Regions from separate parts of the Mus musculus genome. Here region 2 is linked to region 1. A link is a contact called in public Hi-C data. All regions are on one chromosome and are shown on one strand. The core of a region is the stretch at or near the end of the contact, and the rest is flanking DNA. Distances in the headings are between cores, read along the strand shown. Region 1 holds the start of Cul4a (cullin 4A). Region 2 holds the start of Thap1 (THAP domain containing, apoptosis associated protein 1).

Region 1 (4,834 bases), core at 307-2,806:
TCTTCTTGTGCTTTCTGTAACTTACAATACACTCAGTTTGTAACCAGGATAAAACAAGCCTCTTAGGTAACTTTTAAGTAACATATAAGTAATTATTTGTTCTATCACAAACTAAAACACAGAATATTTAGCAGTTATTGTATAAAACCATGACAGAAAAGTGTGCTTGAAACAGCAAAATGTACTTCGGATGATTTTCCCCCCCTGTTGCAGACACAACTTGTCTTTAAGTTAAAACTACCAGAATCGCCGGGCGTGGTGGCGCACACCTTTAATCCCAGCACTCGGGAGGCAGAGGCAGGTGGAGTTCTGAGTTCAAGGCCAGCCTGGTCTACAGAGTGAGTTCCAGGACAGCCAGAGCAACACAGAGAAACCCTGTCTCAAAAAAAAACAAAACAAAACAAAACAAAAACCCTACCAGAATCTGTCTGCAACCTTATTTGCAATAATTAAACTACAAAACAGTGTGTGTGTGTTGGGGAGGGGGTGTGTGTGTCACAACCCAGGGACCCTACTAGCAAGTGGGGCCGTACTGAGTTCCATGTATAACACACTGGCACTCTGATAACACTGAAGACTGCTGGGGGCTCTGTGCCTCTTAGCTCCAAACACCTCCTTTCTTCTGGCGCTGGGAAAACGTACACCTCCTAAGCAGCCTGGTCTAAGCCTCAACACACAGCACTAATCCAGGGCGGCGATCCATAGAAACACCTGCTGACCCAGGGTTTCGCGGCTTCCGCTAGGGAAGGCTCGGGCCGCAGCTTCTCCCCGGGCGGGCGGGCGGACGGGCGGGCCTCCCTAGCGTTGGCCCCGGTGGCTGCTGGAGGAGGAACCCAGCCAGGTGCTCGCAGGCCCTCGCCGCCGCTCACCTGGTACAGCTCCTCCAGGTTGTACCTGATGGATGTGCTGCTCTGGATGGCCTTGACCGCTTCGTGAAGCTTCCGCCACGTGTCCTGAGTGTAGTTGTCAGGCAGCCGCGGCCTGTCTGTGGGGGAGAGAGGGTCAACGGCCGCGCGGGGACAGCACAGGCCGGGGCACCGAGGCAGGGCCCGGCCGGGCTAGCCAGGAGGTGCGGGATCGGGGCCAGCTGGGGCGCGGGGACGTGGCGGAGCGTGAGGTGCAGGGACAAGTCGGGTTGCGGCGCCGAGACGGGACAGTGCGGGAACCAGGCGGGCCGGGGCGCGGGGACAGGGCCTGCCGGGCAGCCCCAGGAGGCCCTGTCCGAGCGCGCGACCCGCCGGCCGCCCCGTTCGCTCCTCACCGGAGCGCACCCACCTCGGAAGTTCTTGATGACCAGCTTCCTGGAGCCTCCCGTGCCCCCCGGCTTGGCGGGGCCACCGGCCAACGCCGCGGGCTTGGTGAGGCCGTTGGTGCGGCCCATGAGAGCCGAGACGCTGCCCTTCCGAGGGCCCTCGTCCGCCATGGCTGGGCCGGACGCCGCCCCGCCCCGCGCCGCCCGGCTCCTCCTCCTGCCCTGCGCCCGCTCCGTGCGCGCCCGGCTCCTCCTCCTGCTGCTGTCGGGCTCCGCCCGTGAGCGCTCGGCTCCTCCTCTTTCTGCTCGCGGCCGGGTCCGCGCGCCCGAGGCCCAACCGCCGCGGCGCGCACCGGAACGATCCGGCTCCTCCTCCTATGCGCGAACTCCGCCCAAGGAGGGCTCGGGGACTCGCAGGCGTTCTACAACGAATGCTCGCGAGAGGGCGCCGTGACACCTGCACCGAGGGCTCCGGAGCTCGCCGCCCCACGTCACGTCGAGGGCCGTGACGAGGACACCCCGGCGAGGACTTGAGTGGATAAAAGCACCCGGCAACCTTGCCTCCTGGATCACCTTACACCTAGGATGCTCAGGGATGCTGCTCCGTGCGCTAGCGCGCCGAGGGGTTGGGGACGGGATGCTCTGCACCCATTTATCTGGGGTGCCCCAGTGTGAGATGTGGGAGGACTCAGGAACACATCCTAGGAGTGCGCGGGACGCCTTCCCAGTGGGCTCTGGACTTTGGTTCCGGGAGAGTCAGGAGCGCCTCTGCACACGGAGGGTTGGGGATCGGGTCACCCTCATGGGAGAGGGGTGCGAGGAATCGGGTCGCTAGCACACCGACGTGACCAGGGACACGTTCCCAAGTCGGTTGGGAACTCCTCCACGTCAGTCCTCCGCCCTCGCGCGCGCCCCCGCCGCACCCGAGGCGTCCCGGCGACCGCGCTGACAGCTGCCCCCAAAGAAGTGCTCTCACCACCGGCTCGGCTCGGCTCGGCTCGGCTCGCTCCACCTTCACCCGCTCCGGAACCAACGTGCAGAGGTTACCGTGTGGGGACAAGGAGCGGAAACGGACCTGCGCCGGAAGTGAGGCACTCAACACCCGCGGCCGCCGCTATGGCGCACATCACCATTAACCAGTACCTACAGCAGGTGGGTTTCGCTTGGTATCCTGGCCTACGGGCCACGAGGGGTGAGTCCTGGGGCCGGGTCGGACGGTGCCGGGGGTCCTGCGGCTGGCCTCGAGGCGAGGAGGGTGTGCTGCACGCGGTGGGCAGCCTGCCTTGTTCGGAAGTTGCAGGTGCTGCCCGGTGGACCAGGAGGAGGAGGATCCGAGGTGGAGGTAGCAAGATCGGGGCCACTTGTAGAAACGGTTGTCTGTGTAGTCAGCGCTGCTGTCCGCACGAAGCACGTTGTGTCTCTTGGCAGCGGTGCCCATCAAGGCTTTACTTAAAGCCTGGGAGTGGCACAGGCAAACACTGTTGCATCCGGGTGGAGGGCCGTGATTGCGTCTTCTAGGGTGTTGAAGATGTGAATCCCACTAGGCAACACACCTGGTGCAAGGGGCAGCCAGATAGGGAAGACTGATGAACGTTTTAACTGACTACACTTGCTGCTCATGGCTGCTTATGAACCTTGGATTTGCGCTTAGCTCTATTACCAAAGCCCCCTTTTCCTGTCCCAAACAGCTCAGTTTTGGGTACTACAGTACTAGAAGCAGTACTTGTGTGCTTCTTAAGTAGCGGCACTATTGTCGGTGCTGCGTGTGCATATGTATTCTCTTTGATTCCATCACAAGGCCCTCCTTGAAGAGCTCCGTAGGCGGCTAACCCAAGTCTTCCCAGCTCAGAAGCATCAGAGACTGGCTCTACAGTGCACATGTTTAACACTTAGCAAGATGCTAATTCTGGAGATCACGCTTGAACCTTAGTGATCTCATTGTTGGCCAAAAGACCAGTCTTTATTTCAACACACTGGCAATAGCCTTGGCCAGTGGCTACCTGTTAACAAATTGCTTGTCTCTCTTTCCCCATGATTCCTGTGCTGATTTCCCAGAAGCTGTTGGGGTCAGGTTGGTTGAATTTTGCCATCCTTACCGGTGTTAATAAGGTTAAGAGTAGCCTGTTACTCTTGTGACTGCTTGAGCCAGGAATAAAGGTCTTTCTTTCCTGTCACAGGGAATGGCATGGCATCAGCATGCTTGTGCTGCTTCCGGGTTATCCCAAGTCCATAGTGATGTTTTGATGGCCTGCAAGGGGAGCCTGCATATGTTTCAAAGAGAGAAACGTGGAGCTTGAGGAGTCTACTCCTTACAGCAAGGAGTGAGGTCCACTTTTCTTCAAGGTCAAACTAGAAGGAAACTTTACTCCATTTCCTAAGGTTAACAGTAATAAATTACCTCTAATTCAGAACCCACAGCCAAAGAACATCACAGACATCGTAGCCCTAAGAACAAGGACATTCACTGTAACCACAATGCATTTAGTAGCCTGAGAACTTTGACACTGATGCATGTAACTTTTAATTTTCCAATGTTTTGCACATTTTTTGTTTTTTTGTTTTTCAGTAGATATTTGCTTTATTTACATTCCAAATGTTGTCCTCTTTCCTGGTTTCCCTTCTGAAAATTCCCATCCCCTTTCCCTCTCCCCCTGCTCACCAACCCACCCACACTGGCTTCCTGGCCCTGGCCTTCCCCTACACTGGGCCATAGAGCCTTCACAGGACCAAGGGCCTCTCCTCCCATTGATAACTGACTAGGCCATCCTCTGCTACATATGCAGCTGGAGCCATGAGTCCCACCATGTGTTTTCTTTGGTGGTTTAGTCCCTGGGAGCTCTGGGGTTGCTGGTTAGTTCATATTGTTGTTCCTCCTATGGGGCTGCAGACCCCTTCAGCTCCTTAGGTCCTTTCTCTAGCTTCTTCGTTGGAGATCCTGTGCTCAGTCCAATGGTAAGCTTCGAGGATCCACCTCTGTATTTGTCAGGCACTGGTGGGGCCTCTCTGGAGACAGCTATAACAGTCTTCTTTCAGTAAGCATTTGTTGGCATCCACAAAAGTGTCTGGGTTTGGTGATTGTATATGGGATGGATCGCTTAGGTGTGCAAATTGTTTCTTAGGATTTGTTTTTTGAATCCAGAGTGCAATCCAGAGTTACACATTGCATGTATTCTTGTTCTAGATAATGTGGGACTGTGAGCTTCCTGTCCTCCAGTCCCTTTTGTAGAGGTGGGTTACCCTCACTGAGAGCCCTTTCCCAGACCAGGTATCGTCTTCGTTGTCCAGGATATGATTTTTCTGTTTTCCTTTCTATATTGATTTTCTTTTTATGTGGATCTGGGGACTGAAGCTAGGGTCTTATGCATCTAGGCAAGTGCTCTATCATTCATTGAGTCACATCCTGGCCCTCTTTCTATTTGTATCTGCTGTTTGCTTTTTATGTTAAAGAATAATTTCTGGGCTGTAGAGATAGCTCAGAGGTTAAGGATACTTGCTGATCTTGCTGAGGACCTGGGTTCAGTTCCCAGCACCCACATGGCAGATCCTAAAATAAAATAACTTAGTCAATTTTTGTTTGTTTGC
Region 2 (4,666 bases), core at 1,019-3,518, about 13 Mb before region 1:
AATTATACGCAAGTGATAAAGAAGGTAAGGACTTTATTTTCGTGCTTAATTCAGCATACAGAGTGGGGAGTCTTTATATTTATTGCCCTGTGCTTTTCTATATCAAAGACGCAGTGGGAGACGCTAGAGTGATCAGAAAAAGCTATAGAATGTTTCAATTTAGCTTTACTGTTCTTTAGCTGTTCCACCACATAAGGTATGCCAGACCCCGATCATCCTGTTCTTCATGAAGACCTAGCCAACCTTCGTGTTAGGGCTTATCTTTATATTAGCCAGCTTTCTCCACTGCAACTATGTTCAGGCTGGAAAAAGCATATGCCTAAAAAGAAGTTCAAAGCACCATGGTGGCAACTTCTTATAAGTCCTAGTGTCTCGTCTCCTAGGACGGGGGCACAGAACTGTCAAGCAAGATCTTGGCCACTTACTGTTCTTACATAAGGCTTAAGACTCATGTTAGCCCTTGTTCTTATTTTCCAACACCCAGCAGTTGAAACGGTCTTTTTGATGTGTGCCATTTTTAACTAGTCTGCATACTTGAAGGTTCCCTGGGCCATCTTAATAAAGCATAGGAAAGGGAGGCGGCAAGTCGAATGCACGTCCCTGTCACCATTCCCTCATCTAGTCCTACATTCTGAGGATGTATGAAATTTCAAAAAACCAAGTCATAGTTTAGGCTATATTCTAGCCTATTCCCCAGAGAAAACAGCACACAAGTCTTACTTTCTTGCAAACATTATTAAACATGAACACTACTGACCCCTCAAAATCTGAGAGACCATTGTGAAATTTGTTTCTGTAATCGTTTTGCTATGGATAACTTGCATAATTTACCAGTGGATCTGATTTCTTAGCTATCATCTGCATACAGTCAGGAATTCCTCCAAAACCTAACATAAAACTTGTAACAACAAATTTACCTGCCTAAAAATTGTCACATTTTGTGGACTGTTAGCATTAACAAACACCATCAGTAACGCTAATTCTATGACTTTCTTCTTTCAAGAGAGTATTTTTATTTTTCTCTTTAAAAAGATTTATTTATTATATATAAGTACACTGTAGCTGTCTTCAGACACATCAGAAGAAGGCGTCATTTCTCATTACGGATGGTTGTGAGCCACCATGTGGTTGCTGGGAATTGAACTCAGGACCTCTGGAGGAGCAGTCAGTGCTCTCAACCGCTGAGCCATCTCTCCAGAGTATTTTTCACCCTGGCTTCTTGATTGCTGCACCCACTACAAGAACGAGCCCTGACGGCTGTGGGGGTAAAGCTGGTATTCGCTCACATTAACCTTCACCACGGCAACAGAGTCAAGTGTGTGCTATCGTCTCGTTCTTCCTGTGTGTTGAAAGACAGGGGTTCATCTCGACAATACCAAGAGCCTCCTCTAAAGCCCATGGATGCTAAAGGTTGGTTCTTTGACGCTAGGACTTAAGAGTCCTCCCTGGCATCCCGGTCAGCTGCCCTGCTTCCTTCCCGGCATCCACAGTGAGGTCCGAAACCTGTCCTCCTCCCCCTGTGCGTTCCCAGCTCGACTTCCTCCCTATGTGCCACGGCCACGCCGCGGCTTGGGACGAAGAGGTACGCAGGGCTGCGAGAGGCTTCTGGGCGTCGCTCGCTCGCTTGCCCGCCCGCCGGAAACCCTCCGCGAGCGCGAAGGCGCGCGGTCTCAGCCCCCAGCGGAGGCCAAGACCAACGGAGACGCCGCGCGCCCGGGATGCGCAGCGGGGGCGCGCAGCCACGGGGACGCGCCCCCGTGGGTCCCCGCCCCCGCCGGCCCGGCCCGTCCGCCGCCCTGAGCGCCCGAGCGCCCGCCCCGCCTCCTCCAGGTCTCGCGCGGCCACGCGCCGGGCTCCGCCCCCACCCGCCCGCGCGCCCCTGTCGCCGCGGCCGCGGAGCACGCCAGTTACCTACTTGTGGAAGGAGACGGGCTTGTCCTTGTCGTAGCGGTTCTTGCAGCCGTAGGCGGAGCAGGACTGCACCATCCTTCTGGCCCTCCACACTTCCCTTCGGCCCGGGAGGCAGGCGAAGGGGGCCGTCGGGGTCGCCGCGCTCGGCCTTGATAACGCTCGCCGCTCTCGGTGGCGTCGGTCAGCAGTTACGGGGACGATCACCTCGCCGTGGGGTGGGGGTTGGGGTGGGGGAGTGACTACCCTGTCCGTTGTGGGGTTTGCTTTAGCAGAAGGACCACAGCTGTCGCCCGTCTCCCATCTTCAAGATGGCGGAGGCAGCTTCAGCCTCACCTCTCGCGAGGACTCGGCTCGCCGTCTCTGATTGGCTGAAGGTAACGTTCCCAGGGAAGCTGACCATTGGCTGGGGCGAGGCGCGCCTGTGGGGCGTGGTCAGCAGTGCGGAAGTGGGTGGGCCCTCTGCGCCTTGGCCGGAAGAGAGCGCGTTTGTTTGGGATCCTGACTGCAGTCGTTCTCGTAGTGGTGACTGTCGTTAATTTGTCCGGCGTTTTCTGCTGCAGCTTGATAAAGAACGGCCTGTTGGGTCCGAAAGCCTGCAGGAGAACGTGGAAGAGCTCGTCCCTGGCCATACGCAGTTTTTTTTTAAAGGGGGGGGAACCAGCAGATGCGTGGATTGTACAAACCTGTGGTCCACGTTCAGAATCCAGGTGACCGTCTAACTAGACAACGAGGACAAACGCGCATTTCATTTCCTCTAAGCTGGGAAGGAAGACCTTTTTTTTTTTTTTTAAATGTATGTGAGTACACTGTCGCTGTCTTCAGACACACCAGAAGAGGGCATCAGATCTCACTGCAGATGGTTGTGAGCCACCATGTGGTTGCTGGGAATTGAACTCAGGACCTATGTAAGAGCAGTCAGTGCTCTCAACTGCAGAGCCATCTTTCCATCCCTACAGTGCACTTCTGAACGTTGTTACCTTTGTGTAGGCGCAGCGATTTTTCAAGCTGAAGACAAGTGTTACAGGCTTGACCCTCTGTAGTTTGGAGTGTGTGGCGCATTCTCTCCCTTATAAACTATTTTCTGTACCCTTAAATATTGCTTCTCTTAAGGATCTATTTAGTGGCTACCATCTCTAGAACTTTGACTATTGAACCCACATACCATCTTTTCCTAGCTCGTTTTACTTGAGCACACATGGACTTGCCTTCAGAGTTATCAGGTATATGGTTTAATACATTCGCCAACTACTTAAATCTGAAATCCTGGTGTCACTGAGATAAAACAAAAAAACTAGGCTTTAATTCAGCAGAAAAGAACACTTGTTGCTCTTGCAGGTGACCCGGGTTCGATTCCCAGCACCCACAAGGCAGTTCACAACCATCTATAACTCCAGGCAGCTGGGCACCAGGCACACATGTTGTGGGTCAGAGGACAGTTTGTGGGAGTGGGTTCTCTCCTTCCACCTTGTGGGCTCTGGGACCTAACTCGGATCATTAGTCTTGATGCTAAGTGCTCTTATCAGCTGCTCCTAGGACCCCTTCCTCGAGACTTAGGTTAACCTCATAGAATAGAGAGGTTATTCTCTCACCACCATCCTTGAATTCAAGTACTCACAGTCTCAACTTTTTGTCAGTCCTAGTCTTCAGCTTTCTCTCTGTCCCTCATAAAAACACTGCCAGCCCCTTGTTTATAAAGCTTAGACATCCCAGGATACCTCTGTAGTGAATAAAGTCCAAATTGCTGATGATGGCAGCATAAGCAGCAGGTACTCCTGTGTTTGTACCATCTTCCCCTGCTTGTCCTTACACTCCTGTAACTGCTCAGATAGGCAGCTTTGCTTGGCCTGGGATGCCCGTCCCCTGACTGCTTCATCTTTCCTTAAGATGTATCTTGTGTGTTTTTTTCTGTCAGGTTTGCCTTATACCTTTTTGTTTTGGTGAAGTTGTGTACTTATGTCTGTAATTGTGTGCTGTAACATCTCTGTCTCATCTGACTGGGGTGCTGGGGAGGCTGGCAGCATCTTACTGAACCTGGTAGCCTCAGCAGCTCTGGTTGTCACAAATTAGGAGACATTGAATTAAATGGACCTAGAAACTGTACCTAAATTCGTTTCAGAGAAGTAGCTATATATTAGGAACACCAGAAGAGTGGTTTATTAACATTTTATAGGGTATTGATACTAGGTTCTCTACTTTAGTCCACTGCAAAGAAAAAAAAAATCATGATATGGTTAACAGATGGTACCCCAAAAATAATTTATGTAGTTACCTTAAACTCTGAACACATCATATGGCTTGTTATTTATTGAAAACCTGTTCTGTACTTCTGAGGGGCTATATAGTGAAGATGGGTGGTATAGTAGTCTGCCTTACTAGTTATTTTACTAAGCTAGTGTTCTGTAGTGAGAAGAAGGAGAGTCACACAGAAATTCGAAAAATGCTGGAGGAGGTTGCAGTTATTAAAGATGAGGCTAGGACTGGCCTACTAGAGGAAGCAACTACTGAAAGATTTCAAATTAGCTGTGAGGACATCTTCTGTACCTGGTGCCATGAGGCACGGGAAGCCCACCTCCCGAGGCCTGGGGATCCAGCCTGTTCAAGGAGAAGCAGAAGTGTGTTGGAGTTGCTGAGTGCAGTGGCTTGGGGGACAAGTAAGAGGAGAGGTTAGAGGATAAGAGCCTAAGGGGTTCTGCAGGCTGATGTAAGCTGCTGGTTTACCATGCTGAGGTTCTTGTGCTGAGCAACAACCTGTCTC

The links. Hi-C and Micro-C count contacts between places; a contact is called where the count stands out from the background.
Region 2: a contact with region 1 is called in a Hi-C map of CD8 T cells, with 6 times the contacts expected there. The contact joins the promoter of Thap1 here to the promoter of Cul4a in region 1. A contact is called at or near these places in 1 of 39 promoter capture datasets (pre-B cells), 2 of 484 Hi-C or Micro-C datasets (CD4 T cells and CD8 T cells) and 1 of 9 other capture datasets (adipose tissue).

Annotation. Positions count from the first base shown.
Region 1 is chr8:13,102,345-13,107,178 of GRCm38.p6, reverse strand. It overlaps Cul4a (cullin 4A), which reads right to left and starts at 1,556. Exons shown (of 20, transcript NM_146207.3): 1 at 1,276-1,556; 2 at 870-985. The coding sequence starts at 1,423. Pcid2 (PCI domain containing 2) reads left to right here and starts at 1,836. Exons shown (of 14, transcript NM_178708.3): 1 at 1,836-2,404. The coding sequence starts at 2,369.
Region 2 is chr8:26,155,771-26,160,436 of GRCm38.p6, reverse strand. It overlaps Thap1 (THAP domain containing, apoptosis associated protein 1), which reads right to left and starts at 2,268. Exons shown (of 3, transcript NM_199042.2): 1 at 1,916-2,268. The coding sequence starts at 1,986.